Linked DNA regions of Mus musculus: region 1 is linked to region 2. The links are chromatin contacts, called in public HiChIP or PLAC-seq maps. All regions are on one chromosome and are shown on one strand. The core of a region is the stretch at or near the end of the contact, and the rest is flanking DNA. Distances in the headings are between cores, read along the strand shown.

What was found. HiChIP or PLAC-seq counts read pairs in DNA pulled down with a chosen protein or histone mark.
Region 1: a contact with region 2 is called in an H3K4me3 HiChIP or PLAC-seq map of bone marrow-derived macrophages, with 3 times the contacts expected there. The contact joins two enhancer-like sites. A contact is called at or near these places in 5 of 484 Hi-C or Micro-C datasets (the N1E-115 cell line, bone marrow-derived macrophages, liver and 1 more), 4 of 115 datasets of contacts at active chromatin or transcription factors (SST interneurons, bone marrow-derived macrophages, extraembryonic endoderm stem cells and 1 more) and 1 of 9 other capture datasets (adipose tissue).

What each region holds. Positions count from the first base shown.
Region 1 is chr3:41,585,106-41,590,782 of GRCm38.p6, forward strand. Jade1 (jade family PHD finger 1) reads left to right here. Exons shown (of 11, transcript NM_001130184.1): 3 at 3,829-3,917. Among named protein-coding and RNA genes, the nearest start is that of Jade1, 32 kb to the left of the region's middle. Within about 2 kb of position 2,131, at least 97 of the 459 cell types and tissues checked have an H3K27ac peak or open chromatin away from gene starts, as enhancers often do. A contact at or near this core is called in bone marrow-derived macrophages, where this site is marked.
Region 2 is chr3:41,241,898-41,247,493 of GRCm38.p6, forward strand. No RefSeq gene overlaps it. Among named protein-coding and RNA genes, the nearest start is that of Gm40038, 71 kb to the left of the region's middle. Within about 2 kb of position 3,229, at least 11 of the 459 cell types and tissues checked have an H3K27ac peak or open chromatin away from gene starts, as enhancers often do. A contact at or near this core is called in bone marrow-derived macrophages, where this site is marked.

The DNA of each region.
Region 1 (5,677 bases), core at 881-3,380, 340 kb after region 2:
GTCAGTGCTCTTACCTGCTGAGTCATCTTGTTAGCCCAACAAAACTATTCTTACTTGAGTACTGTATACATAAGACATTTTAAGTCAAATTTGTCAGTAGAAAGGACTTAGCTTTAGGTAACATTCTTACTTGTGAATGGCCATTGTTTTAGACATTATTGCCAAGATCGCCACTCCTCTGCTGAATGCAAGAGGTGGGAACAAAAGTTAGTGTACTTCCTGTATCTTTATTTTGAGACAGGGTTCCCAAATTATGTCTAGTGGTGGGTGATCTTGAACTCCTGACTCTCTTGACTCCACCCCCAAGTGCTGTGATGATGGGTGTGGTTCCTGATGGTACCGTTTGCCCTCAGATGTCACAAAGAGGAATACTGGCTCCACGTTGTCACCATACAATTTTTGGCAGATGCTGGTCTTTGCTATAGCATGAGTTACTTAGACATTGAGACCGCTCACTTCCCATTTGACACTCCTCTTGCTAAAAAAGTATTTTATGCTATAATTTAATTAATGAGGAATGTAAGTAATTACTATTCCTGCTACTAGGTTTTTTTGAGGCTGGATCTCGCTACATCACCCACTCTGGCCTCCAGCTTCGTATCCTCCTCCTTTAGTCTCCCTTGTTGCCAGGGTAGCAGAGGCACATCTGCACACTCAGTTGGGAGTATCATTGGAGCATCCTGATGATCCCCTCCCAGCCTGGAGAGGATGGCTTTGGGAAGGGCGCTGCTGTGATACCATCCACACGGTGGCCTGAGATCTTTTGACTTTCAGAATGTGTCATGGACAGGCAAGCATTCCACAAGAGAGCAGTGGCCCCACACTGATACTGAATGGTGCCTCATTTTTTGGGAGCTCAGAAACATCTTTGTACAAGGTAAACTAGGAGTGTATTCCTGTGCCCACCGTCTTCAGCTCTAGGCGTGCTGTGATGGTTTCCCTTACAGCAGTACCCAGTGCCCCCCCCCCCCCCATGACATTTTTAAGGAGAAAAATCATCTGCTATTCAAAATTCTACTTACTGAGAATTTTCTGTGTGTGTGCAGACTGGTTTGAACTCCTCTGAATTCTGAACGTCATATCTGCATGTTCTCTGTGAAGTAGTGACTCCCTGTTGCAGGGAGGTCTCATGACTTCCTGTTCTGCTCGTTCATTGGGGTCCCATCCAGCCTAGGATTTCTGTGTCTCACCAGTGGAAGGGGGCTGGAGGTTTTCATACTGTGAACGGTGCTTCTTAGTGGCGATAGCTTTCTCATGGCTTCGTAATGGATAATTTATGTACAGCAAGCTGCACATGTTTAAGTGTATGCTTTGAGAGGTTTAGCTGTGTTTGCATGTATTATGTCATCAAAATCAAAATAACATGTCCATCCAACTTTGCCCCAGGCAGCCACTGAGCTGCTGTCGGGATAGATGAGTCTTCATTTCCCTGAACTTTGCATCAGTGTAGTGTACCTTTGCCTACTCTGGCTCCTTGGATTCATTCACTGAGTGTATTTATTTCAGTATTTGTCTATGTTACACGAAGCACGTGCTTCACACCCATCTGTTTATAATGTGTTCCTTTTTATTGCTGGCTAGTGTTTCACTGAAGGGATGTGTCATGGTTTATTTATCCTTTACAGTCTGGTGGTGAAGTTTTAGGCTGTTCCTTGGTTTATTATTTTTAATTTTTAGGATTCTTATATTTTATACCATCACTTTCCCTTTCTGTTTTCTTCCTCCAAACTTTTGTACTGTGCCCATGCTCCCTGCTGCCTTTCACATTCATGGCCTCCTTCTCTTTGGCTTATAGTCAGTAAATGTCTTGTTTTTATGCCCATTTTCTATCTCCATATCCGGGTTGTGGGAGGGAAGGTGTAAGAAGCCTCTGGCTGACACAGAGTCCTCTGTGGACTTCACCCACACTTCCTTCTCAGGGACGACCAGTCTCATTCGCAGTGTGCTCACATGGTTTCGAGAGTGTGTGGCATTTCCCATGCATTTTGAGTCCAAGGACTATTATTGCTTGGAGTTGGCACTGGAACCTCGGGTCTGGAGACTGCTGGGCAGGCTCTGTGCACTAGGCTGCACCCTAGCCCCACTTCCTGCTGAATCCAGAGGATCTTCTGGTGTGGTCACAGAATGGTACGAATCACCTATAAGGGTGGAGTTTCATTCCACAGGAGTGATGGCGCCAGATGATCTAGTACTGGTATTGAAGGGTAGCTCAGAGACCTTCCTTCCTTCTCAGCCCTCTCACAGTCCCTGTGGCTGTGGCTAAGAATTGGATGAGAGGCATATGTGCAGGAGCTGTGTCTTCAGTTTGTTGATGTGTCTGTCTGCTGATTCTGGGCCAGGAAGGGCTTGAGTGACAGGGGGCTTCACTGTCAAATTGGTGGCTCTCTTAGGCTTTTGCTTTTTAACATCTTGGGGTTTTGTCAGTTTCTGAGAAGTGACAGGGTTCAGTGCCCGGGTGCTGTAGTGACAGACAGGAGGTGACATGAGTTATCTGTAAGTTAGGGGAGAAATGAAGGTGGTTGGGAATGCTGTTCCCATCCGGCTGCAGTTGTGTGCCTGCAGAGAGGCCACTGTAGCTGGCCACACACATGAGAAGGGGCGGCAGCAGGGCCGGATAGGCAGGAGGAGGAGCTAGGGTTTTGAGGCATTGGAAGGTTGGCCTAGGACTTGGCTGTTGACTGGCTGCCTTCTGAGGAGGAAGGAGGAGAGTCTGACTGACTTGTGGGTTTCTGGCCTCTGGTAGAAAAGGCCGTGGGATTCATCTTGGGGGCCGGAAGAGGTGAAAGTGAGCATGTTCATGCAGAGCACGGAGCTTGGGATTTTTGCTCAGAGCTGACAGATTTTAGAATGACTGGGAAGTTGATGTCTACCACCAAGGTGATACTGGCTCTGCAGCGAGCTGAGAGCGCCTAGTCTAAGAGTGCAACTCTCTTAGGCTCCCCTGGGTTCTGGTTAGAGACTCGGCTACTTCGGAACTGCTTGGAAATGGAGAGACCGTGAGAATTAGGGCCCCAGGGAGCAAGGCAGTGTGGCTTGAAGGGGGCATCTCAGGCAGGGGAGCTCAGTGCTACAGGAAAGTTTCAGGCCTGGAAACACTTAGGATTTGGGGTTTCCTGGTGATCAGCTACAGGAGGGATTGGGGCACCTCGGAAGAGCAGTGTAGTAGGTGATGTTAAAGCTGTGTGGAGGTTTCTGATTTTTCTGTGCCTCGTGGAGGCAAGTGTTTTGGGCAGGACCTTAGGTTGAGCCCGGTGATCCTGGCTGAAAACTTCCGGCATGATTTCTAGTTCATGTACCAGTGTGGGTCTGTGAGCGTCTTGAGCACAGCTCGGAGCCTGGATTATGCTGCAGGCTCTCTTGGCTCGCTGTTCACAAGGCAGAGCACCCTGTACACTGGAGCCGACAGTGATCACCTTAGAAAATGACTGGAAGGAAGGAACCCTGTCAGAGCCAGCCAGGGTGATGGCACTGCAGGTTCTCCTCCTTCGCTGAAGGTTTCTTGTAGGGGAAAGACCTCTTGACAGCTCAGTGACCTGTGCTTTTTTGCTTGTTTGTTTTGTGCTCTGTGAGGATGTGTAGATAGGTGTGGAGACCAAAGGTCGGATAGACTGCCTTCTCCTTTGTCTCTTCCGCCTGACTTTCTGAGACAAGGCCTTTCACTAAACCTCTGACGTTCAGAGTCCTATCATCACCATGCCAACTCTTTACTTGGATGCTGGGGACCTGAACTCTGGTCCTCAGGTTTGTGCAACTAGCGCCATATCGCCGCTCAAATACTGAGCCTGTATTTTTTTTTAATGGTTCCTGTTTGGATGTTTGTTTCCTCAGGCTTGTCAACGACATGGTCCCAGCATTCTCGATCCCAGCATGGGAGGAGTAGTACCTGCTCTAGACCTGAAGATCGAAAGCCTTCTGAGGTACTTCTGAATGCTTGCTTGCCTTGATCATGTGTGCTGTAAGTAAGTGCATGCGAACCTGCCGCCCACATGCCTGCCCCATGCTGTGCAGGTCTGGGCAAGTGCCCCACTTTATACCCCGGCAAGATGGTGAGAAGCAGATGTGTGCCTTGTTGCAGGAAGAAGTGAGCTAATTAATACATATAGGCTCGAACACGCAAAGCATGTTACACGTATATCATGCGCAGTGAATGTTAGCTATTATTATTAATTGTATTCTTTTTTTCCTTTCCTGTTCCGTCTTCGCTGGCTCCCAACAAGTTTTCCTCTGGCCAGGACATGAGCGGGTTCAGCTGCTGCCAAGTCACTGCCAGCCTCAAGTTAGTTTTAGCCATGGATCTGTGGCTTATTTGGCAACAAGCCAATGTGACTCTGGGAGTTTCGTTATGCTTAAGGCTTTCCCCGTCTTTCCCAATTTGTTTTCACATTTTATGTTTCCCTGATGCCCTACGTTTCGTTGTTCATTTCCCTGCTAAAATCATTTTTAGAGGCATCTGTCTCCCGCCAGCCTCGGTTGCTTAGGGGCCCCGTTGTCCTGAGACCTGCTTTCTCTGCGGCCATTCCGAGGCGCCGGGCATTGAGACCCAGGTGTCTCAGCCTGTCGGGTTCTCAGGGAAAGCTGTGGGAAAGTTGTTCTGGCATTGCACTGTTTGTGGGATGAGCTCAGTTGGCTTGTGGTGTGGTGGTCACACAGCGACAGGTGTTTCTCAGAGTCCCTTCCCATGCTGCCCCCATATAGCTGGAGAGTGCCTTGTCTAGGAGCGGAGGAGTTTCCTGGAGATGGAGTAACATCCCCTGCCAGAAAGCACTTAAGAGACCTGTTCCAGCAAACACTCACGGACGGCTGCTGTGGCCAGTGCTGCTGGCCTGGTGTCTGTTTTGACCTACAGTGCGCACTTTATTTTTTTGTGACATCGGAACGTCTCTGCACCTGTATTTTACTCTGCTGTTAAGTCCTGAGTCAGCTCTTAACTGCTACTACACCTTTCTGGTGTCCATACTATACTGCTGTTACTTCAGCCTGGGAGTGGGATTGGAGCCCTCTGAGCAGCAGGCACCACACCCTGTCCTTGCCTGGTCTGTGTCAAATCTTCTGAGTGCAAAGTGCTTTGTACGTAAAGCACTCGGGTAGCCGTCACCCCTGCCCTTGGTGTCTACTTGGCACTGAGCTTTGGGCCAGAGCCTCTCCCAGGTCTGTAGGAATGGAGCTGCCTTTTCTCATCTCCTTCCTCAGTCTGCCTTCCTTTCTTTGGCAAATTTGCGTGTTTTCTTGTACAGCTTAGCTGGGCTCTCTTTTACCTGATTTGCTTGGTGTGGACTCACAACTTTGACCTCAAAGCCCTTTTCCTTGGGGTTGGGTTGCTGTAGGCTTATGATCAGGGGCTTTTGTCTCATGGTGAGATCTTTGCAGAAGGGACACAGTCAGTCTGTTGCTTAATGGGACTGTAGATGTTAAGAGTGGCATCCTGGCACAAGACCAGTATTGACAATGACAGCGAGAGAAGCGGCCTTTTAATTCAGACCCTACCCCGTACTTTCATAAGATGAAGTTTATTAAAGAGAACACCAGTCTGAAAAGCCAACAGGTGTATACTGTGACCCGTGCTTAGCAGCACAAGAAAGCGCTTCCTGTCCCGAGTGAGGGAGTGCATTGCATCTCTGTGGCTCTGTACACTGAGCAGAGCATCTGGATCCAGGCGCATGCTGCTCGTGATACATGG
Region 2 (5,596 bases), core at 1,979-4,478:
TCCCACCCCCGCCATGTATAACCTTTAAAGTTTATGTCCCGTTCACAAATTCCTTCTGGGTATAATGACTAATTTCTTTTTTCTTGTTTCTCCTAGCTGAAGACTGTACACAGGAAAAACCATAAATTGATGACATCTGTTTGTGACTATAAGCAAGGGGCAGATTCAGGACTGTGCAAGCAACACCTGGTAACCTTTATCTTTGGACTGTAGCGTTCAGCTCCCAATTAACCCTAGATTTACACACCCAGTCGAGTGCCTCCGTCCGTCCTTTTCTACTGGAGAGCTGTGTGCTATGTGTCATTGGACATAAACTCTGATTTGGAGCAGGTCCATCTGTGGGATAAACCCAATGTCCCATTTTAGGACATTAAGCTACCATGTCTTAGGACAGTTTGTGTACCACTTGCATGAAAGGCCAGTGGCTGCTGCTGACCACAGGGTATGCTTTGAATCAACAGAGAGCTGGGTTGAGTCACTCTGGGTTCCCCTGGAAACAAGATATGGTTTTAGATGAAAATAGTCACGAGTATTCCTCCACCACCTTCCTGGGTCAGCCGTGCCATCTTGTAAGCCCCCCTCTTCTCAGTCTCATTGAACCTCTTTAACTAAAAGTTCTTAACTGAGGGAGGACCCACTGCAATGATTAAATTGGAAAAATTTGGACATTCAATTGAAGTAAACTTCCTAGTGAGCTTCAGCTGGTGAAGGGAGACTCTGAGCCCGATGTCTTTCTCTAGGCTCTACCACAAGATGGTGAGGACACACTGGTTTCTGGAGTGCTAGCTTATTGCAAGGCAGGTCTTGCTGCTGACCTTAATTTGGAGGAGTAATCACTCAGACGTCTGCAAGCTGCAAGGCCCTTCAACATAGAGATGTCTACAAACGGAAGGCAATGGGAACAGAAGAAAAGGAATTCCGGAGTTCCGCAGTCATCAACCAAACACCAGAGCCTCTCACCCAGCATTATTTGCTAGCACTGAATAAATCTGAATAATGAGTTCTGTAGCTCCCAAGAAGCTCCAAACCCACAGTGTTAAATGATAGTTCTAGTTAGTTCACATGGGGCCTGTGATGGTTAGTTTTTGTCAGCTTGATACAAACCAGAGTCACTTGCGAAGAGAAAACCCCAATGAGGAGTTGCCTTCATCAGACCGGCCTGTGGGCATATCTATTGAGCATTTTCTTGATTAGTGATTGATTTAGGATGGCCCAGCTCAATGTGGATGCTGTGACCCCTGGGCAGGCCACAAGAAAGCAGGCTGAGCAAGCCATGAAGAGCAAGCCAGTCAGCAGTGTTCTTCCATGGTGTCTGCTGAAGATTCTGCTTTGGGTTTCTACCCTGACTTCCCTCAGTGATGGAGTCTGACTTGTGAGTTGTCATCTGAAATAAGTCCTTTCCTCACTAAGCTGCTTTGGCCATGGTGCTTATCATAGCAACAGAGAAGCACACAAAGACACGGTGGAACCAATTTCAAACAGAAGTGGGATGGGGAAACACTAACTTGTGCTGTGTGTTGCTGCCTACCACAGACAAAGACCACAGATGGGAACATAATATGAGTTCCAGCTGTTATACTTCTGGAAAAGCAAGGTGACTGTGGGAGCGATGCTACCTGGTGGTGACATCAGCACAGGAGCTGTTGTACTACAAAATAGAAAGTTCTGGTCAAGGCATGAGGTGAGAGGGGGCTGCGAAGAGCCAAATCTGATGCCAAAATGAGTCCCTGCCCCAGAGTGCTGGGAACAGGGCCAAGGGAAATTGTAGAGAAACTGAGGGAGGAAAGACAACAAAACCCAGGGAAAAATGTTCTCAGAGAATGATAGAGCACAGAAGACCCAGGTGAAGAGCCTCGTGTTGAATAGTTCTGAAGAGTCAATGACCAGGATATGAGTTTTCAAGTAGAGATTGAGTTTGCAAGGAGTGCATTTACCAAGTACCGTGGTCCTGATTAGGTGTGTTCAGAACAGGTTGGGTGAACTCTAACCAAAGGTGCTGTTCATGGGTTACTGTCGGCCTGGAGGATGGAAGCCTCCTGCTCACACTCTGGATGTTATCAGACAATGACAAAGTATGCGTTCATACTTTGTTATTTAATTGGCTATTTTGTTTCTGTTTTGTTTTTTTGTTTGTTTTTGTTTTGTTTTTTGTTTGTTTTTGTTTTGTTTTTTATTTTGTTTGTTTGTTTGTTTGTTTGTTTGAGACAGGGTTTCTCTGTATAGCCCTGGCTGTCCTGGAACTCACTATGTAGACCAGGCTGGCCTTGAACTCAGGAATACTCCTGCCTCTGCCTCCCAAGTGCTGGGATTAAAGGCGTGTGCCACCACTGCCCAGCTTAATTGGCTGTTAATGAGGGATTTCTAGGTGAGCCTGAGGACACTCTGTCTCTATCTGTGTCTCTCTCTGATTCTCTCTCTCTCTGTGTCTATGTCTCTCTGACTCTCTCAGTCTCTCTTGCCTTCAGTCTCTCTGCTCTCTGGGTGCCTGTTCCTGTCTCTTTCAGTCTCTGTCTCTCTATCTCTGACTGTCTCCGTCTGTCTGTCTTCTGGTAGTCTTTAGTTGAACATCTCTGCTCCACCAGATCATACACTACGATGAAGAGAAACCATGTGGAAAGTAAACCTTCCCTTCTTTTAAAGCTACTACATCAGGTAAGTCACTGGGATGAGATTTGAACAGAAATAATGAGACACAGGTAAACAGATGCACTGGGATTGCTTGCTTCATTGTTTTGTCAACCTGGCACAAGCTAGAATCATCTGAGAGAAGAGGAATCCTCAACTGAGGTCTTTCCCCCATCAGATTGGCTTGTAGATAAGTCGGGGGGGGGCATTTTCTTCATTCAAGATTGATGTGGGAGGGTACAGCACACTAGAGGCAGTGCTGCCCCTGGACAGTTCGTCCTGGGTATATGAGAAAGCAGGCCAAGCAAACCTTGAGGAGCAAGCCAGTAAGCAGCACCTATCCATGGCCTCTGCATCAGTTCTTACCCACAGGTTCCTGCCTTGGGTTCCAGCTGACTTTCTTTCAGGGTGTACTCTAACCTGTAAGATGGAATAAATTCTTTTCTCCCCAAGTTGTTTTTAGTCATGGGGTTTAATCACAGAAATAGAAAGCAAACTATGATAATGAAAAAGTTACAAAATGTGTCACACTAGATGACTTCACAAATCCTATGTCCTCATGTTAGCAGAAAAGGGGAAGAAAGAAAATGCTGATTTCGTGCCCCCAGCTGCTCCTCCAGCCCTGTGTTCTCAGCTGTACATATTGCTGACATGTGAGATGACATCTGCATATCTCAGCAGCAGGAGGGGAGCCCTGATCCCTTCTTAGACGAAGATGGAGCTATTTGGCTGGGCTCCTGTAATGCTAGTCCTTGACAGACCCATGAGCAAGTCAGGGTCTCAAACAAGGCCTGAGAAGGAACACCACCCATGTAGTCTGGCCTAAACACACACCACACACACACACACACACACACACACACACACACACACACACACACGAGAGAGAGAGTGTGAGAGAGAGAGAGAGAGAGAGAGAGAGAGACAGAGAGAAGCACAAATTTTCAGTTTGACCAGTCATCTATGCTAGGTGGCTCTCTGGATGGCTCACAGGATCCAATGCTTTTTTTTCTGGCTTCCATGTGTACCTCCCCAAGGGTACCTCACAGTCACACACAGTCATGTATAAATGACCATTAAGAAATATATAAGCACACATAAACATAAGTAAATATTAAGAAACAATACATTTATTGGATTTTGAGAGTTGTATGCATTTACACAGTGTATTCTGATTATATGCACTCTCCACTCCTCTCCCTAACTCCTCTTAGCTCCTCAACCCCCAACAGTCCTTCCAATTTCATGTTTTCTTTTTGTCCTTCCTTCCTTCCTTCCTTCCTTCCTTCCTTCCTTCCTTCCTTCCTTCCTTCCTTCCTTCCTTCTACAGCTCACTGATTCCAATCTCTGTTGTCTTAATATTCATAAGTATGGGGTTATCCACTGGAACACGGTCAGCTTACCAGAGACCACATCTCTAAAGATAAAGGATTCTCCTCCTCTCAAGGATACCAACTGTTAATCATCCCTCAGCTAGGGGTGAAGACTCAAGAACCTCTCCTCCATCCTGTTGACTCGCTCAATCTCATGCAGGTCTTGTGCGGGCATCCATAACTACTGTGAGCTCATTAATGCCCAGGTCTTGTAATGTCCAGAAGACACTATGTTGCTCCGCTTCTCCATGATGTCTGCCTCCTACAGTCTTCCTGGTCACTTTTCACCATAATCCCTGAGCTTTGAGAGGATGGACTATGATACATATGTGTTGATTGTGGCTGAGCACTCCACAGAAGATTATTCTTTGCACATTGACAAGTTGTTTCTACTGCCTGAAGAAACTTCTCTGATGAGGTCTGAGAGCAGGTCTAAGGAGTTGGGAACAGGGGCCAGCAGGCCTGGGGTGAGCCTGGCGTCGGTGTTCCTGTGGGAGGAATCCAGCTTAGTTCAATTGAGTTTACAGAACACTTAAGGGCAGCTCTGTATGACTCAGGCCTTGGTCTCCTCCCACCCCACCCCCCAGCGATTCTTAATGAAGGAGGCAATCCTTGCTTATCCCAACTGCTTTATTCACGGCAGATGAGGGTACATGGGTAAACCAGAGATTAAATACTTTTTGCAGGAAGGGATGCCCAGGAAGGGAAGCTCATTGGTTAAATACTCGGGGCCTATCTGGATACCTCAGTAGCAGGGAGAACTCTAAGTTCTATGCTGAGTGACCAGTTGTCATGGTCTTAATGAGGTGTCGTGGTCACATGCTCCAGTATAGGAACCTGGTCCGGAGCTAGTTCACACTCTTGCCGGTCTCAATTATGAGGGGTTTTGTTGTTGTTGTTTGTTTTTTTTTTTTGTTTTGTTTTTGTTTTTTGGGTTCTGTACGTTGCTCCTCCCTTACCAGCTCTCTGTCTGGTGACACAGTCACTACCCCACACTTCTCCATGGTCACTTTTGGCTCTTGATCTCTGTTGACATTTTTTTTTCCTCCTTAGCTCCATGTCTTTGCTTTCACTTTGTATTGTACAAACATTCAGCCAAGTACAAAATAAAGTAGTATAATAAAGCTCTGTGTCTCTACTGCCCAGCTGATTGGCTTAGAGATAGGTCCATTTTAACTAAAATTAATTACATTTACTTGGTGTGTGTGTGTGTGTGTGTGTGTGTGTGTGTGATGTGTGGTGTATGTGTGTGTATAGTATGTGTGGTGTACATGTATGTGTGTTTTTGTGTGGTGTGTGCATAAATGTATGTGGTGTGTATGTGCATGTGTATGGTATGCATGTATGTGTGTGTGATATGTGCATGTGTGTTATGTGTGTGTTGTTGTGTGTGTGGTTTATGGTGTGTTTGTGTATCGTATGTGTGTGTGTGAGGAATGTGCATGTGTATGTGTGTGTATGTGCAGTATGCATTATGTGTGTGTTTGTGATGTGTGTGGTGTGTGTAGTATATGGCATGTGTGTGTTATGTATTGTACATGTGTCTCTATGTTTATATGTGCACCTATAGAAGTCTAAGGACAATTCTCAGGAGCTGG